Regions from separate parts of the Mus musculus genome. Here all the other regions are linked to region 1. Evidence: chromatin contacts called from public HiChIP or PLAC-seq and capture Hi-C data. All regions are on one chromosome and are shown on one strand. Each heading gives the region's core, a stretch centred on a gene start, on an enhancer-like site or on the middle of the called end of the contact. The rest is flanking DNA. Distances are from core to core; before and after follow the strand shown. Region 1 holds the start of Nsmce1 (NSE1 homolog, SMC5-SMC6 complex component). Region 2 holds the start of Tnrc6a (trinucleotide repeat containing 6a). Region 3 holds the start of Slc5a11 (solute carrier family 5 (sodium/glucose cotransporter), member 11).

Region 1 (3,451 bases), core at 582-3,081:
CAGCTTCTAAACCTGTCTGTAAGGAAAGAAACGACTGCGTCTCTCAGTTCAGGCTTGCGTGGCAAGTGTCTTCACCCACTGAGACATCCCCTTGACTTTGAATACTGACAATGGTTTGAAAGGCTTTTTAAGACTTCAGGGCAAACCAACTGTTCGAGCTTCCCATGAGGGCTGTTTTCAGAGTTTATACAAAGTTTTTTGTCATTGATAGTTCAGTTACCAAGAATTTATTATTCACCCCACCCCCAGTGGCTCACAGTTCATCTTCATAACCCTGTCCTCAGTTTGATACTATGGTTCTTTATAAATGGCCAGGATAAGGCTAGGGCTGGCGGAGTGCTTTGTCCTAGAGATGAGAGAGTTTGGGTTCAAGAACCAGGATTTGACCTTGGCCTTCCACCTCCAGAGATGAAGCTTTTAATGACCTCTGTATTGTTAGTCTCCCTACTCAGTTGAAGAGCTCTCCAGAAGATAAGAAGCTGTCCAAGACTCCAGGGGTGGTGAGAGGCCATGTATGTTTTCAGAGATTGGACTGTGCACTTCGTACGGTTGTATAATTAGTCACTTTTCCTGGGCGAGGCTGCATTTCCAGCTCTGAGACGTGCATCTGGAATTCTCGGAAAGGAAAAGCCTTGAGCAGGCAGAAGTGATTTCTTTGAAGTTACCCTTGTGGCAATTTCATCAGGCCTCACAATTCTTAGATGAGAGTGGCTAAGGCAGTACCACACCACACTTCTCGGCGGCCGTCCTAGTTTTCCCTGCACATTAGTAAAAAGTTTCTGCCCCAGGTAGTAAATGTCTCCGCTGACGTAATAAGCCAGATCATGCTGAATTAAAAATATAAAAGCAGGTTTACCGGGAGCAACTCTCGGGCAGTTTCAACGGTCTCAGAGAACGAGGCCAAAGAAGTCGCCATGAGACCCGGAGAAAAAGAGCCTAGCAAAAGAGAAACAGAAGGCAGAGCGACAGAGAAGAGAGTCCTAGGATGGCTGGGGTGGAGGCCTTTTCTCCACAACACGCACCTGGGTGAAGACTTAAGCAGCCGCTAGGTCCCTGAGAGCAGGCCAGAGGGGTCACCTGCATAGGAACAATTAGTTCTTTTAAATCTCTTATTCAGGACTGGTGTGTGTGTGTGATCGTCTCTTATGCTTTTTCCTCTGTGTGTGTGTGTGATCGTCTCTTATGCTTTTTCCTCTGTGTGTGTGTGCTGCATAGGAACAATTAGTTCTTTTAAATCTCGTATTCAGGACTGGTGTGTGTGTGTGTGTGAGATCGTCTCTTATGCTTTTTCCTCTGTGTGTGTGTGCCAGAGGTCTACGCAAGATGTGGTTCCTCGGAAGGCCTCCACTTTGTTTTTTGATACAAGGTCTCTCTTTGCCTGGGCAGCAAGCACTTTACAGATTACGCTCGCGGACCCCAGAACCGGCTGTTTTAACTCCACTTAGTAGCTCCATGAAAGGTCACCGCTCAACCAGTAGCGGCAGAGCCAAGTTTCTAGCTCAGGCCACAGGAAAACAAAAGCCATTCTTCGTCTCCAGTCTAAAGCCTGCAGTAGTTTTACTACGACACAGGCCGTGGGCCGTGGATCGTCCCGCCGTGGGTTCTCCTCCAGCGAGCGAGAGGCGGGGGCGGCGGAAGCCGTTCCGGGAAGTACGAAAACCGCGCGGGAAACCGCGTAGCTCAGAAGGCGGCTCACAGGTGCCAAGGCGCCATAGCAACAGAGCGGGCGGGGAAAACGGAAGTACTCCGCTGGTGAGCGGGAGAATGCGCGTAGCCCACCAGTAGGAGCTCCAGTCTGGCGATCTCTCCGCCCTGGAGGCGGGCTCCGATATGGCTTCCGGCGTGATCTCGCTGGTTTGCGGTACGTATGAAGGCTTTGGGGTGCTGCGGGGACCAGAGCGGGCATCTGTGGGCAACGGGATCGACCATGGGGTCGGCGCGGGCTTTGGCGCTGACGAGATATTGAAGCCCGCAAAAGGCAGGGGTTGGAACAGCTCTATAACAACATAAGTTGTTTATTTGTTAATTTAAATTTTAAAAAATTGTCTTTTCGAGACATGCTCTCACCATGTAGCCTAGGCTGACCTGGAACTCCTGTAGCTCCTGACTCCCGATCGCCTGATGGGTCAGGCGGAGAAAGTGTGCCTTGTCACTGACACTGTTTGGTGACAGCCACTTGTACCCTTCTGTTCAAAACGACCACACCCTCCCCTTGCGTGCCCCGCCTCCCCACTCCCCCCCCCCCTTTTTGTTTTGTTTGTGGAGCCAGCATTTGAAAGCCTGAGGCTAAATGTGTTCAGAATCATCCGTTTGTCCGATTTTGGAAAAGTATAGGATTCCTGTGCTCTGTGTTTTGTTGCATTTCGTACTGATAACCATAAATAACACCTCTAACCCAGACCAAGACTGGAGAAGTCTAGAGAAGGAACCTAGATCATGGTTTGTTCTGTCTGTCTGCCTATCATCTACCTACCTATCTAAGCAATCTATCTAATCATCTGTGGTTATGTTTTCTAGACAGGTTTTCTCTTTATTGCCGTGGTTGTCCTGGAATTCACTCTGTAAATTAGGTTGGCCTTGAACTCAGATCTGCCTGCCTCTATCTCCCATGTGATGAGATTAAAGGTGTACACCACCACTGCCCAGCAACCACGGTTGGGACTGGCAGTGCCTTAAAAGAAACTGCTTTTGCAGTACTGTCCGTCACTATCGCCATCACTTGTGTACCTTTGTAGCCCCAGCTCCCTCCTGGGGAACACTGTTCCTCATGAGGTTCTGGTGCGTTTCAAACCAGGCTGTGCCATCAGCGGATTAACACTGCCTAGCACAGGCCACCCATGCTGTACCCAAGCATTGCTTATTCTGTAAACGCCTTGGTTTTAAAGTCCTTTGAGTGGGCTGCACCTATCTATGGTTAATCCTCTCTGCAGAGTCCCTCATTGCAGATAGTTGCCATCCTAGCCACAAACAAGCATGGCTCCTGTGATCGGTTCCACACCCATTTTCTGACCCCTTTCCCCACATCACACCATTTGAACTTTTTCTGTACCACTCTTCTCTAATTAATATTTAAGTTGTCTTTAAGTATTTTTGTTTTGTAACATACTTATGAAGATAAAATGAACACCTCAGGTGTAGCACCACCAGATTAAGAAACGTATTATTCCATACCCCCAGCCCCCCATTGAATCTCCTCTACAAAGTTTCCCACTACTCTGAATTCTGTTTTCCTTGCTGTTGATAGGCCTCACTGAGTTGCTATGGCCCTGCCATGATCGCTGTGTACAGTTCTTTCTGTGTTTGGCATCCTTGTGAATGTGTGATTTGCTTTTTGCATATGGTGTGGTTTTGTGTGTTTGTGGTTTGTTTTGTGACAGTTTCTCTTTCCCTGGCTGACCTGGAACTGGCAATGGAGACCAGGCTACCCTTGAACTCAGATCTACTTGCCTCT
Region 2 (3,451 bases), core at 577-3,076, 2.4 Mb after region 1:
ATTAAGACCTAAAACAAATGGAAGTTGTTTTTACTGTATTAATCTGTAAGTTTCTGAGTGTCTAAATATGATGCAAAAACAAATAGGTAAAGGAAAAGTCTGTTTAAACGTGGATCTGAAAACGGGTCAAGTATAGTACAATTCTCTGATAATTTAGAAATTACAGCTCAATAGAACTAAACGTTTTCCAGAAATGCATTACTTCGGGGTAGGAGACAAAAAAACAAACAAACAAACAAAACCTAACCAAACAAACAAACAAAAAAAAACCCCACTTCTCTTTTGAGGTAGTATTTGATGCTTACCAGTTACCAGTGCAAAAGCACTCAGACCCAGCAGAAGTGATAATCACTTACTGGTAACAATTTTTAATTACTTTCCCAACTGATAAAAAGAGCACACACTGAACACAGACTAAAATGTAGTTTCAAAGGAAAACAAAACGCAGTTTATGCTTCATGAAGTTCAAGGACAAAACTGTTTCCAATGCAACAGAATCCGCCTGACTACAATGTGCAGAGACAGAGAGGAAAAAATGTGAACACATAGTATCTTTTTATAAAGGCAACAATTTAGCTACAAAGTAATAACGGGGAAGCCAAAACAGTTTGACAGCCCGCCATAAGGGCCGCCTCAATCATGAGTCACACAATGCCTGCAACCATTTACAATAGTAATTAATGCACAAGTCCCCTAATTAAATTCTAAAAGGGTGAGAATGCTTTAACTAAGTTTACAAGAACTGCCTTTTGCTTTTCTTTTTAAGAACGAACACACTCGTAATTACGCGTCTCCCTGCAATGCCCCCCCCATGCAATATTCCCTGAGGCCGTTTCTCCCGAATGTCTGTTCCGTGAGTGCGAAAGCAAATGACACGGGGTTGGGGGGTGGGGGTGGAGGTTGGGGGGGGGGGGTCCGTAAACCCAGGAAGAGCGAAGCAGAGTGGAAACACACGATTATAAAGGGGCGGGAGACCGAAGGCTCGCCCATCTTACCTGCTAAGATTTCTCTCTACGTCTTTGGTAGCTTTAGCTTCCAATTCTCTGAAATAGCAAACAAAAACAAACACAAAAAAAAAAAAAAAACGGGGGGAGGGGATGCGCGTGAAAACGGAGCTGCTGCGGCAGAGCGCCCGCGCGGTGGGGGAGGGGCGGGGCTGCGGGCTGCAGCGCTGCGGGCCGCCGAGCCCAGGGCGACCGAGCCCAGAGCCGTAGCCCGCGCCGGACCAAGCTTCCCGGACCGCCCGGGACTCCCGCCCACGCCCGCGTCCCCCCGGGGACTGCCCCGCGCCGCCGCCCATCAGCCCGAGGGGGTCCTGCGGCAGCGCCGGAGGCTGGCTCCTGGCCCCCCGAGCGAGCCTCCCCTCCGGTCCGCTCACCTCATGTGTGTAAAGTGCACTAGCGCGTGAGGCGCGGGGAACGAGGCTCGCGAGCCTCAAGCCCTCCGCAGCGCCGCGGGGACAGGCCCGAGCCGCTGCACCAGCGCCATTTTCTACACCGTCCCGCTGCCGCCGCCGCCGCCGCCGCCACCGCTGCCGCCGCAGGCCCCAGACCGGAAGTGAATGCCCCACTCGCAACCCCTTCCGGGGGCGCCGTGGCCCGGGAGCCCCAAGATGGAGGTCCTAGCAACTAGGCCTGCCGGACGAGGCAGCCACTTGACAACTGTCTGACGCGTCCAGGACTTCGCCGGAGCTGTCGGGGAACTCCGAGGTTCCCCACGAGCGGCTCTGGGGCCTGGCAAGAGCGGAGCGCGGCCTTTTTCGCCGAGGCTGGCTCGGGCTTGCCTCGGACCATCCCCTCCTCCTTCTTTACTGCGACACAAGTTTCCTTCCCCTCGGCCCGGCCCCTCCCTTACAGAAACACGCCTTTAAAAAAAAAAAAAAAAAAAAAATCCAGCAAACCGCAAATTCCACCCCTGCCGCTGCCAGACTAGCCCGCGCCGTTTTTTAAATTCACCCACATCTAATTACTTTTGACCTTCAGCCACATTTATTTAACCTCTCGATTTGTGCCTCTTCCCAGGTGAAGAATGCATCCCAGAAGTTTCATTTTTTTTATTTTTGTGCCTCAAATTTTTACACACCCTTGACTCAGCAATTCCACTTGCACGAATTTCTCTGCTCAAGAAATAACCATTTGGGTATCACTTTTAAGTACTTCACAATCAAGATATTAACTCAAATGCACAGGAAAGGTTGAATAACTGTAGCCAGCTACGACATCTAATGCTATGAGGTGGCATTAAACGCAGCTACTTGCAATACCTGGGGTCTTGGTTACAATAAAAGAATGGAAACGCAGATGCCATACTAGTTCTCAGAAAGACATGTGAACACCCAAAAATTCTTACATGTGAACACTGTAAGATACATGTCTGTAGGTAAAGTATGTAAGTCTACATGTAGATAAAATAAGATACAGTAATATAATACATGAAGATACAATTATTACAATTATTTTCTTAAATTACAATATAGACACATACCTGATTGTAAATACAATAAGATACATACCCAAAGGGGGATGCTGCAATATAATGCATTAAGATATTATAATGCACATAGGTACATACATATTCGGTGCATATAATGCTAGTAATCTGCACATTTCTCCTCTACTTAAAATCTACTCCCTTTTACTTTCTCAGAAAACTCGCTCTGCAGACAACCTTCTTTTGCCCTTTTCTATTCTAAGTCCTTTAACTGGTTTAAACCTGCTCCAGTCTCTCCCATGAAACAAGCTCTGTGATTGTCTGCTTCTGCTCTAGGAGAAATGTGTGTTGTAGTTAGCTAATGAGTGGATGAATGCCCAGAAAGGAACTAGCCAGCATGTTAACGTCTGTTTTGCATTTTTCTTCTTTTGGTGTTCTTAATTTTATGAACACCCTATAAACATTTTTTGGAAAAAAATTACAAATTGCAAAATGAAGAATAACAAATAAATGCTAGTAATTTTTACATTTTAATTTATTTGAGATGGGGGTCTTACTCTATATCCTTGGCTAGCCTATGTAGGCCAGACTGGACTCAAACTCAGAAATCTGCCTATCTCTCTCTCCTGAGTTCTAGTGATCTATAACACACACACACACACACACACACACACACACACACACACACACAGGATCAACTTTGGTTAGGTTCTTTGTTAAACTGATACAAGATGGAGTCATCTGAGAAAATGCCCCCATCAAATTGCTGTAGGCAACTCTATAGGCATTTTCTTGATTAATAGTTGATATGGAAGCTCTTTAGAGGCCATCCCAGGTTGTATGAGAAAGCATGCTACAAGCCATGGGGAGCAAGCCAGTAAGCAGCACACTCCTCTATGTCTCTGCTTTAGTTTCTGCCTCTAGGTTCTTGCCTTGAGTTCCTGCTCTGATTTTCCTATATGATGAACTATGAACTGTAAGCTGATAAACCCTCTCCTCCCCAATTTGCTTGTCAGTATGG
Region 3 (3,451 bases), core at 286-2,785, 2.3 Mb after region 1:
TAAGAATCCATATGTCCATCCATCCATCCATCCATCCATCCATCCATTCATCCATCCGTACATTCGTACATCCATATATCCATCTGTCTACCCAGCCATCCTTCCACATGTCTACCCCTAAGAATCCATCCATCCATCCATCAGTCGTCCGTCCATCCGTCCATCCATGATCCACCTATATATCCAGCCAGACATCCAACAAGGACTATCTGAGCATCCTAGTGTGCCAACCACTATATCTAAGAACCAAAGATGTCATAGCATGCAAGCATCTATCAAATAATTGACCATGTCTTTCTCAGTTCCCCACATCTATTCACCTGCAGTTCTATTTTCCTCTACTTCCAAAACATGCCTTGAACCTGTCCGTGTTCCTTAAGTCACCTTCATCCTAACAAACCACCTTCACTTATGTCCAGCCCAGATCAAGGAGCTACTCTCTTCCTGCCTGCTGCCTCCTTAGATTCCTCCTTAGATTTCTCCCTGTTATGGAAGCCAGAGAAGAATCTGAACACAAAACAATTCACTTGCTTGTTTCCATCCATTCTTTGAAAGCTTGCTTACGAGCTCAGGGTCCTTGGCTTCCATTCCCTGTCCCACCTATAGATCCCATCTGCCCTCTCCGGGCCTCATTCTAAGTCAGGACCCTTTCATATCAAATGGCATTTTGCTCACAGTATAATGAAACCTAGCACATGGTTGGTAGAACTCTCCCGTACTTCCTTGTCTCACAGTAATGTGAGCAGAAGGAAGGCAGAGGTAACTAGCCCGTCTTATCTTGTGCCCCCAAAGCAGACACTCCATAAACACCAATCTTCCAAACAAATATCCCAGAAGGGCAGCCCTTGTCAAATGCAGAGTTCCAGAATCAGCTATCAACCATCCTTTCAGACCATCAGCTTTGCCCTGTTCACTTGTGTCACCTTGAACAAGTTGTTCAGTGGCCTTAAGGGACATCTGTTTAACCACCCTCCCTAGCAGCTGTGCAGTTGGAAGAGATCCAGCCCCTTAGGTGGGCTGTGCAGGTAGGGCATGCCTTTGCCTTGCTAATTAACAGCAGCAGGATAGCCTTCCAGATTCCTGGGACCTGCGATGCTTTCCCCTTCCTTATCGCTGCAGACTCCTCTGCCACACCTGAGGGCTGGGCCAGGCTGACCTCCAAATTCTCATCTGACAAAGAAAGAACATGAAGCTTTTGTGCCTCAGTGTTCCTGAGTAGAAGAGCTGAGACCCCTGGCCTATGCTGTCAGCTGCTGACACCACCCCAAACCACACTCTGTAGGCCAGGAGCAAACGAAACTTCTCAGATGAGAGCTAGGCCAGAGTGGTTATCCAGTCCTCGGACCCAAGGAGCTTCCCAGTTTAGACAGTGGGTGTCTCAGGGAGGAAGGAGGGAATCTTACCTTCTTCAGGATGCAGGCTCTACTGCCCTAGGGTCTCGGGGACTTCAGAGGCCGAAGGCAGTGGCTGTGCAAAGGGAGACCCCTGGGATGTCCTGTCCTTTGCAGCAGGGAGCAGCAGAGGACAGCAGAGACCCTGCCTTCTTGCCTGCTGCTGAGAAAGGTTCCACAAAGGTCAAACTCCAAACTCTAGCCTCAGCTGCAGCAGCAGTTTAAAGGAAGCCTGGATGATCTCTCCAGAACCCTTGAACTCTGAGCAGGCCCCGTGAGGAAAGGGGCCTGCCCTGCCCTCATTGGGCCTTGGCCAGTGCCCTTACCTGGCAGGGGGCCCATGGCCTGGAGAGGCAGGGGAGACTGGAGCCTGGGTCCTGGGCTGCCTCGCTCACTCACTCTCCCTCCCGCCCGCCTCCCCTCCACTCTGGGAGCAGGCAGCCTTAAGACAGCTGGAGGAGCAGGGGGAGAAGGGGGTGCAGGAGATAAAAGGGACACGCCCAGAAGAGCAGCAGCCCCAGTGCAGCAGCAGCTGTGTTTAGTCTCAGACCAAGGCAGGACAGACACACAGCATCCAGACTAACTGTCAGGAGGAAACAAGCCCTGGACAGAGCTCCCACAGCTCAGGGCTCCAGGGCAGGCAGGGGAAGAGCTGTGAGGCTTCCAGCTGCTCAGGGCTGCAAACAGTTTCATTTCATTCCTAGCATTTGCAGGCTGCTACGCTGAAGTCACTGTCAGTGTTACTGGGTGAAAAATCACTTAGGAGACACCTGAGAATGTGTCTGTCAGGGTGTTTCCAGAGAGGTTTATCCAGGGGAATCTACCCTCAATGTGGGCAGCAGCATCCTATGGGATGGGTTAAAAGGAAAACAAAAGAGGAGGACTGTGCAAGCCCAAGAACCTGAGTTTGGATCCCCGGTACCATGTGATGTCTGTAACCCCAGCACTAGGGGCTTGGGGCCAGGAGGATGGCATGCTCACTGACCAGCCCATCTACCAATCAGTACACTTCAATTTCAGTGACTGTCTCAAAAATGAGGAGGCAGAGGGGTGTAGAGGCACATGTCTTAATCCCAGCATTCCAGTGGCAGGGGCAGAGAGGCAGAGAGGCAGAGAGAGAGGCAGTGAGGCAGAGAGGCAGAGAGGCAGAGAGGCAGAGAGGCAGAGAGGCAGAGAGGCAGAGAGGCAGAGGCAGAGAGGCAAAGGCAGAGGCAGAGAGGCAGAGGCAGAGGCAGAGGCAGAGAGGCAGAGAGGCAGAGAGAGAGGCAGAGAGGCAGAGAGGCAGAGAGAGAGGCAGAGAGGCAGAGAGAGAGGCAGAGAGGCAGAGAGGCAGAGAGGCAAAGGCAGAGGCAGAGAGGCAGAGGCAGAGGCAGAGGCAGAGGCAGAGGCAGAGGCAGAGGCAGAGGCAGAGGCAGAGGCAGAGGCAGGCAGAGAGCTCTGTGAGTTTGAGGCCTGCCTGGTCTACATAGTGAGTTCTAGTACAGCCAGAGCTAAAGTAACATTCCATCTTGAAAATAATATCATCATTATCATTACCATCATCATCATGTAGTAAATGATAAAGGAAGGCTCCTCAATTCACCTCTGGTCTCCACATATGTAAATGGTTGAGTGCACCCACACACATTGCACAACACACACACACACACACACACACACACACACACACACACACATAAAGAGTGAGCTGAGCACATTCATCCCTCCCTGCCTTGGTGCCTCATGCTGCTGCTGCTTTCTGTACCTACTTCGTCACCACAGCCTAACTCGATTTAGTTTGAGACTCCACTCTGAATTTCCCACCTTTCTAGAATAAAATAAAGATCGGGCCATAGACTCTGCAATGGTCCCAAGGTCAGAGCCTGCCAGAGAGAAGGATTTCCAGAAGGAGAAGGAGAAGGAGAAGGAGAAGGAGAAGGAGAAGGAGAAGGAGAAGAAAGAAGGAAGAAGAAGAAGAAGAAGAAGAAGAAGAAGGAGGAGGAGGAGGAGGAGGAGGAGGAGGAGGAGGAGGAGGAGGAAGAAGAAGAAGAAGAAGAAGAAGAAGAAGAAGAAGAAGAAGA

Evidence for each region. HiChIP or PLAC-seq counts read pairs in DNA pulled down with a chosen protein or histone mark. Capture Hi-C pulls out chosen DNA fragments and counts their contacts.
Region 2: a contact with region 1 is called in an H3K4me3 HiChIP or PLAC-seq map of embryonic hindbrain, with 15 times the contacts expected there. The contact joins the promoter of Tnrc6a here to the promoter of Nsmce1 in region 1. A contact is called at or near these places in 3 of 39 promoter capture datasets (cranial neural crest, liver and pre-B cells), 1 of 484 Hi-C or Micro-C datasets (B cells) and 3 of 115 datasets of contacts at active chromatin or transcription factors (astrocytes, embryonic hindbrain and large pre-B cells).
Region 3: a contact with region 1 is called in a capture Hi-C map of embryonic stem cells, with 5 times the contacts expected there. The contact joins the promoter of Slc5a11 here to the promoter of Nsmce1 in region 1. A contact is called at or near these places in 3 of 39 promoter capture datasets (cranial neural crest, hippocampal neurons and stem cell-derived epiblast-like cells), 2 of 115 datasets of contacts at active chromatin or transcription factors (large pre-B cells and stem cell-derived neural progenitor cells) and 1 of 9 other capture datasets (embryonic stem cells).

The regions. Positions count from the first base shown.
Region 1 is chr7:125,489,823-125,493,273 of GRCm38.p6, reverse strand. Nsmce1 (NSE1 homolog, SMC5-SMC6 complex component) reads left to right here and starts at 1,831. Exons shown (of 8, transcript NM_026330.4): 1 at 1,831-1,861.
Region 2 is chr7:123,122,260-123,125,710 of GRCm38.p6, reverse strand. Tnrc6a (trinucleotide repeat containing 6a) reads right to left here and starts at 1,826. Exons shown (of 24, transcript NM_144925.3): 1 at 1,379-1,826; 2 at 996-1,043. The coding sequence starts at 1,383.
Region 3 is chr7:123,212,950-123,216,400 of GRCm38.p6, reverse strand. Slc5a11 (solute carrier family 5 (sodium/glucose cotransporter), member 11) reads right to left here and starts at 1,535. Exons shown (of 17, transcript NM_146198.2): 1 at 1,404-1,535.